Regions from separate parts of the Mus musculus genome. Here region 1 is linked to region 2. A link is a contact called in public Hi-C data. All regions are on one chromosome and are shown on one strand. The core of a region is the stretch at or near the end of the contact, and the rest is flanking DNA. Distances in the headings are between cores, read along the strand shown. Region 1 has its middle 29 kb from the start of Gm34745. Region 2 overlaps Prkd1 (protein kinase D1).

Evidence for each region. A called contact is a pair of places that touch in the nucleus more often than the background predicts.
Region 1: a Hi-C map of forebrain shows a contact between it and region 2, with 5 times the contacts expected there. The contact joins two enhancer-like sites. A contact is called at or near these places in 4 of 484 Hi-C or Micro-C datasets (the HPC-7 cell line, cortical neurons and forebrain).

What each region holds. Positions count from the first base shown.
Region 1 is chr12:51,183,254-51,189,807 of GRCm38.p6, reverse strand. No RefSeq gene overlaps it. Among named protein-coding and RNA genes, the nearest start is that of Gm34745, 29 kb to the right of the region's middle. Within about 2 kb of position 1,412, at least 15 of the 459 cell types and tissues checked have an H3K27ac peak or open chromatin away from gene starts, as enhancers often do. A contact at or near this core is called in forebrain, where this site is marked.
Region 2 is chr12:50,621,159-50,627,391 of GRCm38.p6, reverse strand. All of the region lies in intron 1 of Prkd1 (protein kinase D1), which reads left to right. Among named protein-coding and RNA genes, the nearest start is that of Prkd1, 25 kb to the left of the region's middle. Within about 2 kb of position 2,986, at least 10 of the 459 cell types and tissues checked have an H3K27ac peak or open chromatin away from gene starts, as enhancers often do. A contact at or near this core is called in forebrain, where this site is marked.

The DNA of each region.
Region 1 (6,554 bases), core at 163-2,662, 560 kb before region 2:
CCACATGCCCCTTGGCACGCCCTTTCTGCTGACCAGCACATTTGAGTCTTTTAGTCTGTCTTCTCTTAGCTTGTGGATCTCCGGCTTTCTGTCTAACTTTAGTATTTAGGGGTTCGGGCCTCATCCTCATTCTTTGAATGCTGTGGCAGCCCACTAGCTGGTCTCTGTTATTTGTGCGCTATACTTCCTCAGCACGACTTTATAGGATGCTAACGTAATCACGTTGCAGTCCTTAAAAAGGAATGTTCAGTGCATATTCTAACTATGCTGGTAAGCCTCCACCATCTACTTCTGTTCCTCTTCCAGTCACATGGGCCATTGCTGTGGCTTTCCCTGGGGGATACCAGCCCACATCATGCCAGTCCATTCTTGACTTTGCTCAGGCTTGCTTCTAGCAAAGTACCTTCGTGGTTTTTTTTTTTTTTTTTTGTCTGTTTCGAGACAGGGTTTCTCTGTGTAGCCCTGGCTGTCTTGGAACTCACTTTGTAGACCAGGCTGGCCTCGAACTCAGAAATCCGCCTGCCTCTGCCTTCCGGGTGCTGGGATTAAAGGTGTGCACCACCATGCCCAGCGTACCTTTGGTTCTTGCTTACTCTCAACTCCCACCCAGCTGTTATCTCTCATTTAAGGATCGACTGCTCCTCCTTTTACTAGAAATTCTAACTACACCCAGTGTAAGATGCTTTACACTGCTCATAGCTCTGTGATTTAAAATACACTTCCTTCTTCCTTCTTAGAATGCTTGAGTCTGTGGTAAGGTCTAGGCCCATCATTTCTCATGTCTTTAGGCTCCACTAACACAGCAATAAATGCAAAGCACACATTTGTCATGTGTCTGAACAACGTAGTACTTTAAAAACTGCTGCAGTGAAAGACCCTCTCTGCAACTGTGCTCTTGCTCCGTCCTGGGTTGTCACACAGAAGCCATGGACGTGTCGATGTATGGCATCCAGCCGTGAAGTGCAAGTCCTCTCAGAGCTCTCATTGTTACACAAGCGGCATGCAAAAACAGCTGTATGGTTACAAACCAGGCTATAAGGTTATATACTGGGAATTTCCATACTTAGTGGGAAAGATCATCAAAACATACAAAGTGAGGAAGAGAAAATGTTTAATATGAATGGTCGTTTCTTGTAGGTGGAAGTGTTACAGTTTTCGTATGTGTGTGTGTGTGCATGTGTGTTCATTCTAAATGCTTTATGAAGATTCTGCATTATACAATCAACATTTTTATAGTAGTTGCCATAAGTGTGAAGTAATTTTTCAAGAAGGCAAGAAATCTCTTCTTTGCTTGCCTATATTCTCATGGTTCCAGCAGCCTCCTTTGCTGTGGTATCTGAACATTTCTGGCTGCAAGTCACCATTTATTGCCACTAGATGTCACCAAACTACTTGCAATATTAGTGTAGATGCCCTGTGCATATTCAAACAGTTAAAAATATTTAAACACCATTATTCAGTGTTCTTTGGTGTCACACAAAGCATTCAGAATTTGAAGAATTAGTAAGAAAAGGCACATTACATAATGTTCTGCTTCTTATGTAACAGGTGAGGGCTACATGAATCCCTTGGTTTTATGTAATTCATATTTTACTGACTTCTTAATATGATTGGGAGGGGAAAATTGACACGAGAGTCTTGTTTAAATGTAGGATTATTTCCAGTTGATTCCAAGCACTTTTTTTTACATAATATATAGCAAAAACAGAGGCCAGCACCCCAAAACTCCTTCCTGAGAAGTGTTTTCCTTGAGCTGAACGCAGCTTCCGCCACAGCATCTGTAGCTCTTGGGATAATGAATCAAAACATAGCACTGGGATTCTTTCTGGAACATGTTAATTATTACAAAGCAGTTTAAAATTCATTTGGTGCTTCAGGAAGCAAAACCAATAACCTCTTCTCGAGGAACTGAAGAAGGCATCTCTTTAGCAAAGGGCAACTGAGAGCCATGTCTTTAAACGTTTGAACCTATTTACTGGGTAGGTTCAAAACCGGTCTTTTTTTCTGATTGGCTCTGTTAACAGCTAAAGTGAAGGGTTTAAGGCAGCTTGTTTCCAATCATTTTTGTTGAGAACGAAAATGAGAAGCCAATCAAAAGGCGTTTAAGTTAGGCAGTGGGTTTTGGGAAAGAAGTCTGTGCATTCCCTCCTGCTACTTCTCTCTACTGTGGAGTTCAGTGTTGAAATCATGGCATGTTATCCACCTTAAGCTTCACCATGGGAAAAGGGGCCAACACACAATAGCCTTTTAAGCAAAAATATAACTGAACCGGCCTGGTTGTTTTCTAGAGGTTTTCAATTGTTACCCATTATAAATCGCACATGTTAAGTCTTATCCACAGTATTGAGGATTTTTGACTATTGTCTAATTATAAGCATTCTATATCACTTTTATTTATTATGACATATTCTCTGCACGAAATTAAAAGGCAATAAGGATCATTAAGTCTAACTAAGTTTATTTACAGGGAAAAAAGCTACCATTAACAATAAGGAGGAAACTAAACCAACCCAGCAGCCCACACATCTCAGTTTATGAGACATTTTTAAAAGAGATCGTGGTACCGATCATTATATTTCAGATGCTACCAACCCAAAGCAAATAAGTCTACACGTCACCGGGGATTTTTAACTTCCACTAGTCTGACTCTAGTGAGGTTAGTATAACAAATGCCATCTTTACTTTATTTTGTGCAGAAACTATGAATTTTAAGCACTAGGAAAATAAGTATCATGAAAAACAGAATAGCCTCATCACGATGGGGCTCCAGGTTCTGTACTCGTTTATCAGGTACAACTTGACACTTGTGTGGATTGTGCTCCGAGCCCTGTTTCATTTGCTACTCATGTGCCATTGTACCACACAGAGAGGTCAGATCTTCTTGCAATATTGTAATATGGAATTGCAATTTGGTTTTTCTGTCCTAGGTGTCTCCTGAAAATTTCTTTACTTAAACCTTTCGTATGAAATATTCATCCGAGCTGCTCTGATATGGTGACAATCCTCAACTGTAAAGTGGAGGAGCCATTTTTGGACGTGTCTCTTCAGATGCTCAGATTTGCTTCTCTCTAGTACTTAAGAAATGAATAGCCTCCATCAGCTACGTATAAGGCCTGATAAGCTCACCCTGTGACACACTTTGTACTGTTATTATTCGGTGTCTTCCTTTCATATGTCCACCAAACGCCTCTAGTTTAGCTCCAAAGCACAGTGCATTTCCTCTGTTATTTTCATATTCACCCTCTCACTGATGCAGCTGATTGCTGCCACTGAAGTAGACAAGAGTTCTACTGGTAGGCTCTCATCCATGAAATTGCAGAGTCTAAGACTAGCTTTACATATTTTGAAATTAAAGTGTGTGTGTGTGTGTGTGTGTGTGTGTGTGTGTGTGTGTGTACATGAGAAAATGTGCTGTGTGAGAGTGTGTGAGAGAGTGTATATGTGTGTGTATGTGTGTGAGAGAGAGTGTGTGTGAGTGTATGTGTACATGTGTGAGTTTGTGTGAGAGTGTGCCTGTGTGTGTGTGTCTCAATTACTTTAAAGACATTTTGCTAATTTGCTGCAATCTTTTGCATCCTGTGTTTTAATGAATGTTCCAGGGAAGAGTTGTAGTGAGAGGTTGGTTTCTCGAAATGAGAGGCATCGGCATTCACAGAATTTGGTCAAAAAGAAGTCCAGCACTAAATTGCATGTTGCTTTGGGTGTCAGCCATGAAAATTTGCTCAGCTCACTGCTGAAGGATATTGAAACACATTTCTCGCCGACATGGCGTCATCTGTGGTGTGGATGGAGCCTTCATGCTGACAAACACTGCGTGAGTGGCTGCTGGAGCCAGTAGGCACTCCTGATGATTAACTACAAAAAATGCTTTTGACTCTGGCTGCTGACAGGAGTGACAGTGCTTTGGCCAGACCGGCCTCCTTCTGGACACCAAAGCGTGTTCCCGTCTTGGTTTTACCATCTGGTTCCAATACAAGCCAGGGACGATGAGGAGAAGAGTCTGTTAGAGAGGCAGCAATAGACTAATTCTTTTGGCAGTTTCATCTTTCTCTGATCAATTAAAAAGAAATGTACATAGGCCAGCGGAACAAAGCAACAGCTTCTGCAGTTTTGGTTTGGCAAAGGTCTTTTGAGCGTTTTCTGAATGCAAGGGGTCTGCATGGGTCACCGTATGCTTCATTATGGTAAAGGTGGGTAAATAGTGAGCTTCTGCAATGGAACTGAAGCTTACCCATGGTGCTGCAAGAATACCAGTGTTGCATTTTATATGACTCACTTCCTTCTAGGCAGCTCTAAATATATTCAGTCGGTGTAAGAATACTTAGCCCCGAGGATACTAAAAGCAGCAGAAATAATTCAAACTCGATATCCTTATTTGAAGTGTGTGTGACCAAAGGTATTTTAGATTTTACATTATAAAAGTTTGAGAGATGTCTAGAGTCATGAGGTACCTTGGGAATGGGACTCAAAACTATTTGCTGGTCTGGTGCTGGAGAGATGGATCAGGGGTTAAGAGCACATGCTGCTTGTGGGGTTTGAATGAAGATGGCCCCTGTAAGCTTATGTATTTTAACTCTTAGTTCCTTTGGATGGAACTGCTTGAGAAGGATTAGGAGGCGTGGCCTTGTTGGAGGAAGGTGTGTCCCTGGGCTTGGGCTTCAAGGTTTTGAAAATCCATTCATTTGCCGGTTAATCCTTTCTTTCCTCTCACATTCGGAGAAGGATGTAAGCTCTTCACCCTTCAGCACCATACCTGTTTACTGCCATGCTCCCTGCCATGATGGTACAGACTCATCCTCTGGAAGTGTAAGCTCCAATACAACTCTTTCATAAATTGCCTTGGTTATAGTGTTTTGTCACAGCAATGAAAAGTAACTAAAACATTGCTCTTCAGAGGACCTGAGTTCAGTTCCTGGCACCCAGACAGGGAAGCTCACAACTGCCTATAACTCCAGTCCTAGGGGATCTGACACCCTTTTCTGGCCTGCATGGACACTGCACATATTATGGTATACATACAAAGGAGGCAGGTTCTTATACACATAAAACAAACAAACAAACAAACAAACAAACAAACAAGTCACCGATGCTTCATATCCTCTCTGCACACATAGCCTGAAGGTAACCCCATGATACAGTTCTAATTTTTTTTGAGACAGTCTTGCAGGCTTGGAACTCACATAGATCAGGCTAGCCAGGAACAGAGTTCTGCCTGCCTTTGGCCTCCAAAAGCTGGGATTAAAGGTGTGTGCTACCACATCTTGCTTAAAATGTCAATTTAGCTTAACTTAAAAATTGTTTGTGTTTATAAATTTATACAGGGTCTACATTAAAAATGTTAGCAGGGTCTGGAAAGTTCAGGGTGGCTTTGAGTTTGCTGTGAGGCTCAGGATGACCTTGAACCTCTGGTCCTGCCTCCATGCCTGGTTGAGGCAGTGCTGGGGTGCAAGTCGAACATTCTGCCACTCGACTTACATCCCAAGCCCCTACATAGTATTTTCACTACACCTGTGTTTGGATTGAGACTTTTGACAGGAGATCTTGTATGGAATTCTCACTTAAGATATCGTGTTGGTGCTCAAAAGTTGGGTTTTTGAAATTTTCAGATACTGAATTTTTACATCAGGGATGCTCAACCTATAATAATATTTTTTGTGAGGCTTTATAATTTCCCAAATGTATTCAACTAGAATATTTCTTTACAGACGTTTTACACAGCTAGATGAACAGATAGTATTTTTTATGCTTGCAATTAGCATACACGGAAACAGACTCAGAGATACTAAATAATGTATACAAAGTCACAGAGCTGGTGGTAGGGACAGAGGTAGGCTGGAAACTGGGGTGGAGAAGCTCTCCCTCTGGGGACTGCACTTTCCATTGTCTGGTGTTGTTTTATGTCCTCCTGACAATAGTTCCATGGTTCAAAAAAGGTCAGACCCATCTCAACCTGAGAACATGGGGAACAGAATAGTGCTCAGCTCTTCTTGTGATCTGCCACAAGCTTTCATAGAGCACATTTTGGTCTTGTGACACAAAGGATCCATTTTGTCAATAGGAAATATCAATGTTCAGTGATGAGAACTTGAGTTGTATAGATAGGATGGAATAAACTGATAACAACTTGGACAGGAAAGTACAAAGTTAGTAGGTTGGGACTCAAAGGAGCTCATCTGTTGAGTAATGCTGCTTGGATGATACTTGGGACAGTTCCCAACATTTCTGTTTCATCAGATTTCTTTCTTTTTCCATTCTTGTCTTTTAAATCTTTTATTTCTAATGCCCTCACCTTGACATTCATCGAATGAAGCTGTTCTAAATGGGAAGAGGGATAACAAAGATAAACCTACCCTAGCAAATGTTTTTCTTCAATGAGATGTTTAGTAAGTATCCAATCTCTTCCCTCTGGATCAAGAATACCCTGATTACTGATACACATATAAACTCATAGAGACATGCACAGGTTCAAACCAAACACAATCACATCATGAGAAGAAGTAGACCCACATTTAACTGAGATATACATTGATACATACTGGGAATGGCAATATTAG
Region 2 (6,233 bases), core at 1,737-4,236:
AGTCTCTTTTGAGGAATTGCAATGTTTGCCTTTAACTGTCCCTGAGTTTAAAGCCAGGAGTACAAGGTGTTCCTTTTGGAGCAGTTTATGGAAGGGCCTGAATAAATATTTGTTGAATTGAATGAGTCTTTGCACCAGTAATCCTTTATGGTTGTTAGTGGAGCCCTAGTTAAGATACTATAAAGACACTTAGGTGTCAAATCTCAGCCTAATTTTAAACAGTGAAAAAACCTTACACATGAAGTATAGGGGCAGGAGAGTCCGGTTTATAGAGGAAAGGATTTGTTTTGGATAAAAAACCTCAAATAATAAGAAAGACAAGCAATGTTTTACATGCCTGCTTATTGGGATTTGTTTCCTAGTCAGTCACCTGTGAATCTGAGACTTTCAGTGGGCTGTAGGAAGACATGGAAGAGTGGTCGCCACGGAGGAGCGTTTTACATACTCAATAGGCAAAAAGTTGGCAGCTTTGGTTGGGTCAGTTGGATTAGTCTAAAAATAGTTAACTTTTCCTATCAATTCTTAAACTTTAGTTACTTTAATATATATTTTTACATACTTGGTAAGTTTAATAATTATTTAAAAATCATTTTATTTAATAAAATTATTTCAAGATTATTTAAAATCAATTATTTAACATTTATTTAAGTCTATACTTTCAAGCCTTTCTGATGATATTGAGGATGATGCATGCTATAGACGGACATGAATTCCTTTCTGTCTGGATGTGTGTGTCACAGGTCTAAGATACTTTGACGATTTTTCTAGTTCTTTGTTTTCATTGACTTTAGCTCTTGACAGCACAGATTTTCACCTCACATGCTTTAGATTTTATGCTTTGCTGTCTTCCTGTCCCTGGTTTACTTTGTCACACAGCTGGAAGCCTCTTGGGCATTCTTAAGTCCACAGGGGCTGACCTTCTCCAGAGTTATCACCCATGCTGCTAGGTGGATATGGTTTCTTAGTCTCTGGAATCCTGTTGCTTGTTAATATAATATGCAGTTCTTGATGAAGACTGGTGTCTCTCAAGTGCAAACACTGTGCTGGGGTGCACAGCTGCATGCTGCCAACTTGAAGGGAAAGCATCCTCTAGAGGTCTCCTTGGGAGGGCGTGTCTAGCCCTTAACGCTTTAGCAGGGCTGTATTGTTGCTCAAGAAGGCCTCATGGGCAGAGGAAAGCTTGGTTGCAGCCCTACTTCCAGATTATTCTAGAACTCACTTGCTTTTCCTCAGTCCAAGATGTTCACTTCTCTTTCCTGGCAATAGTATTTTAAGAAGTAAAAAATGTTAAAAAAAAAAAAAAAGAAGTGTTATCTCACTGTGAATTCTTCAGAAGGGAACCTGTGGTTGTACTAAGTCAGACAGAGATGGTTCTTAAGTAGTACATCTTTTGATAAAAAAATGCTTATCCCGTTTTTCATTTTTAAAAAAAATTTGTAGTATGTGTATGGATATGTATAGCATGTCTGTCTGTCTGTCTATCTATTTATCCAAGTACAATATATATAGTACACACACACACACACACACACACACACACACACACACACACAAGATCAGAGTCCTTGGAGGAAAACTTGATGAATACTCAGAACCAAGGCCATGTTAAGCCACACTTGACTGTCTAGTATAGTCTTCTTACGTTTCTTCCCAGAGAGAGTTTGTCTTTTCCCCCCCCCCAAAGAGTGTGTTCTTTTATTGTGAGTGTTGTTGGTCTCACTTCCTGTTCAGCACTGCACACCTCAGTAATCATTTAGGGAGCACCATCAGTCACCTGGCAGATCCAGAGTTCAGTTAAGGAACTTAGAAGAGTGACTCTGTGGTTGCTTTTTGTCGATTTGTTAGCTTTTTCTTTAAACTAATTTGTAACTGAAATCCTAAGTGTGAGTATTTTCGGTGAATGATCTTACACATGGAGTTGTCAGAAGTGAGCAACCCTTATTTTACCATCTCTTTAACTAGAAATAATAGCAGAGAGCTTTTAGGCTTTGTTAATCTCCCATTGGATCCTTGGGTGAGAATTCATCGGAGCCATGCCATTTGAATTCAGCATATAAGCTCCTGAGGGGACCATTGGCTTATCATCATCAGCAATTACTTCTGATAGCTCAAAATAACAGTAGCAGTTAGTATTAATTATAGTCAATTATATTGATTATTATTCTTAATATAGCTAACATCAGATATTAACTTAGCAAATAGCATTCTAAAGTTCCTACCTAGATATTTAATACATTTAATTTGCAAAAGAATTTAAGAGGTATATACCTACTTTTTCTCTTAGTTTATAAGTCTGAAAATTGAGCATACAGAGGATTGCCTAGAAACAGTCAGAATCGAGACTTGAATTTAGGTACATGTATTGAAATGTATATTTTAAACATCTGTCTGTCTGTTTGTCTGTCTGTCCGTCTGTCAGTCTGTCTATCATCTAGCTATAATTCTTAAACATTTTTAACTGAGATAATTATTTGAGAAAAACAGTAGTCCATTTTCCATTTAACTAGAAAATTGATTCATCAATTAAGGTGTGATTAAATTTGTGAAGTATTTATCCTTTTATGAATGTATTTAAACAGTGTATATATTTGCTTTCAGCTGTGTTCTGTGGACGTGCACTTCACTGGTACTTAGTGAGCTGTGAGGCGAACTTAAACTAGCAGGTGCTGACTTGGCAGACGTTTTCATCCCTGCACCATAAACATGACTTTACACTTTGAACATTTCAATTGTCTTAATCAATTAAGCTTCGGAACACTTTCCTGATCAGACATCGTGACTCAGCCTCCTGGATGACGGTCAGCATCGCCAGATTCTTTTTTCTCCTGTGCTCAAAACAGCATCCAGATAATATATAGTCTTTACTATTGTTTCTTTGAAACTCCTTCGTATTTATAAGAGAATTTTAACAATGTCTGTACTGTTATCAAAGGGAGGTTTCGGCAGCTTCTATCATGGTGAGATCATTTGGATGGGATGGAAGCCAATTTTGTCAAGTTCCCAGCCAGCTCAGTTAAAAGCAAAACCAACAAGAGCATCGTAAACAGTGCTTCTGTTCTGATAAGTGCTGGTAATCTGCTTGTGTGAATAAGGCAGGGCTGGACCAGTGACGGTGTGGTCTTCTAGGAAACTAATAGCCACATGAGGTGGCTGAACATAGATGCTACATGTCTGTCCATCAGGAACTCTGATGCTTGAACAGCATGTGTTTATTTATTAACTATTTTGTAATATTTGTTGACAAAAGCACACATAAATAAATGTGTTGGTGTGAAAAAGTCATGCTGTCCTTGAAGGGGCATGTAGATTTTTCCTCAGACTTCATCGTCAGCACACAGCTCACGTGCCTTTAGTCCTTTTAAAAAGTAGGTGCTAGCCTCTTTGCTAATGCATGCTTCCAGTGTTATTATATTTAATGGACACTGTCAGTAGTATACAAGTTCTTTTGCTTACATGTGCAAATTTACATATAAATGTAACATTGTAAATTTCAACATTGAAAATCTGTATGTATTTCTGACTGCAGAAGTAATAAGAAGTATTTTGCAATTTGTAAAATTAAGAAACAATTTGTAGTTTTAGATTATACCAATTTGTTTTAATTTAAAATTATATGTGTATGCATATATATATATATATACACACATACATAGTGTATTAGTCAGGGTTCTCTAGAGTCACAGAACTTATGGATAGTCTCTAGATAATAAAGGAATTTATTGATGACTTACAGTCGGCAGCTCAATTCCCAACAATCGTTCAGTCACAGCTGTGAATGGAAGTCCAAGGATCTAGCAGTTACTCAGTCTCACGCAGCAAGCAGGCGAAGGAGCAAGAGCAAGAGCTAGAGCTAGACTCCCTTCTTCCAATGTCCTTATATTGTCTCCAGCAAAAGGTGTAGCCCAGATTAAAGGTGTGTTCCACCACACCTTTAATCCCAGATGAAAGGCATAGCCCAGATTAAAGGTGTGTTCCTTAACTCGGAGATTCAATCTTCTGGAATCCATAGCCACTATGGCTCAAGATCTTCAAACCAAGATCCAGATAAGGATCTCCAAGCCTCCAGATAAGGGTCACTGGTGAGCCTTCCAATTCCGAATTGTAGTTCATTCCAAATATTGTCAAGTTGACAACCAGGAATAGCCACTACACATAGTATTTCTCTATGTACTTTCAGAAGTGCTGTAGTATAAAAGTATTACTTTTGAAGAAAATACTGCAGAATAGGACATGCTGCTCTATGACTAAAATGGCATTACTATTTCAGATTTATCTTTTTCTAAATTATTAGCTTACCAAACTGTTTGAGGGAAATTGTCACATACCCCATATTTGAAAATGTTTTATCTTAGACTGTAATGATACACTATAAATGGCCAACATATGTTTTGTTTTTCCATGTAATTTATTTTAGAAAGGAAAAAATTGGCTTTCTAGCTTTATATGAAATACCTTCTAAATCAAACTTTTGTAGCACGAATTTTAAGTACTATAGAATCTATTTATATTAAACCTTATACATTCTACTGTCCTCATTTATAAGCAAGCTTACATTCTACTGTCCTCATTTATAAGCAAGCTTTTTTGTTTGTTTGTTGTTTGTTTTGGTGTTTTTTTCTTTTTTTTTTTTTGTGTGGCATAATGGACTTTTGGGTACAGTCCTACTTTGCTTTGTAGCTGAATTTTGCTGTTATATTAGAAAGAGCTATTTGAATTTTCAAAAATTGTAAGAACACAGAGGAGATGCCAGTTTATGCCAAGAAAGTTTGTCTTAAAAAAAAAAAAAAAAACCAAAGTCACTTTAATCTTTAACCGTATCTAGGAAAACAAAACAAAATAAGCACCTAGTCGCTACCTGCCTATTTTCTGTTTTTTCCCCCTGATCTTATAAACATCAGTGTGTGGGGCTGGAATTGTTCCCATCTTACAAATTAGGACGCTGTGACACACAAGTTTAACAACCGGGCTGTGTAGTGAGTGAGCTACAAAGGAAGGTCTAATTAGCTCCCCACTTCACGTGGAAGAGCCACAGAGGATGTGGTGCAACTATGCTGCAGCTGGAGAACACCCCCTTCCCAAATGCAGCATCAGCATGTGGGTTCCACCTTAGAGCAAGGGCCCTGGCTGTGCCTTCCAAGCTGATGCTTGGCTTGCCCTCTTGATCTGTTTTGAGCATGGTCTTCTACACTATCAGACTGGCCCAAATGGAAAGAATAGTACTTGTGCGGAGGACCGGCACTCTATGTGCTATGGATGGAAGTCCAAATTAGAAACATCTGAACAGACACTATGGGCCCTTGTGTTGAAGAATAGAAATACTATTATCTTTCCTCTATACTTCTGCATCTTAATTTTTTTTTAAAAAAATGAAAGTCTCACAAAAGTGTTCAAAAACATGTTTAGGAGCCAGTTACCTATATCTTAGTGAGATAGCAGGAAAATGAGCTATATTATCTTCACATGATTTATGGCCATGCACACATGAAAAGGTGCATGCATGCAAAGCTATATTTCTGTGAAAGAAGTTACTGATAGGTGCTTACGGTTTTCCAAACATGTAGCATGAGCCAGTTCCGTTTCACAGATGTACAGAGAGGTGTAGAAGGATGTTCTGATCTTTCTCACTGCTGTGTTTTCTCCTGACCGCTGTTTCATGTACGTTTGAATAAATTATGAAAGATTATACATGTTCATAATGTGAGAAATATGAGTCAGCATTTTTAAGTATTGAAAAAGAAAAGCATTTAGGCAGCTTAATAGTAATATAACTAATAATGCTGTCATTGTTTTCTCCCCTACTCTGTACTCAGGTTCCTTCATCTCCATTCTGGCAAATGTAACAGTTTAGTTCGTTTAGTTTTCAAGGATCTTCAAAAAAGATTCATTTGTGTGCCACTTGCAGGGACAGAAGACAAACAGGTTCCGGTCCCTCCCTGAGTTTTTTCTGTAGTTTTTTTCTGAGTTTTATAAAGTAGGACATCCTGATACAAGGTCAGCCTTTCACACTGGTACCCCTGGGGCCTGGTTACCATGATATGTGTATCTTTGCTTGTTTTGAGTTTTGCTTGCCTCACTTTACAGTTGTACCAGAGTCTTTGTTGATAGACACAGAAGCTGGGCTTGCTTTGTTTTCCTGATTGCATATTCATCATCTGGGAGTGCAAAGCACTGAAGTCTACTTCCTCCTCTGTCACCTAAGCAAATACCACAGTGTTTATCTTACATGTCCTGCA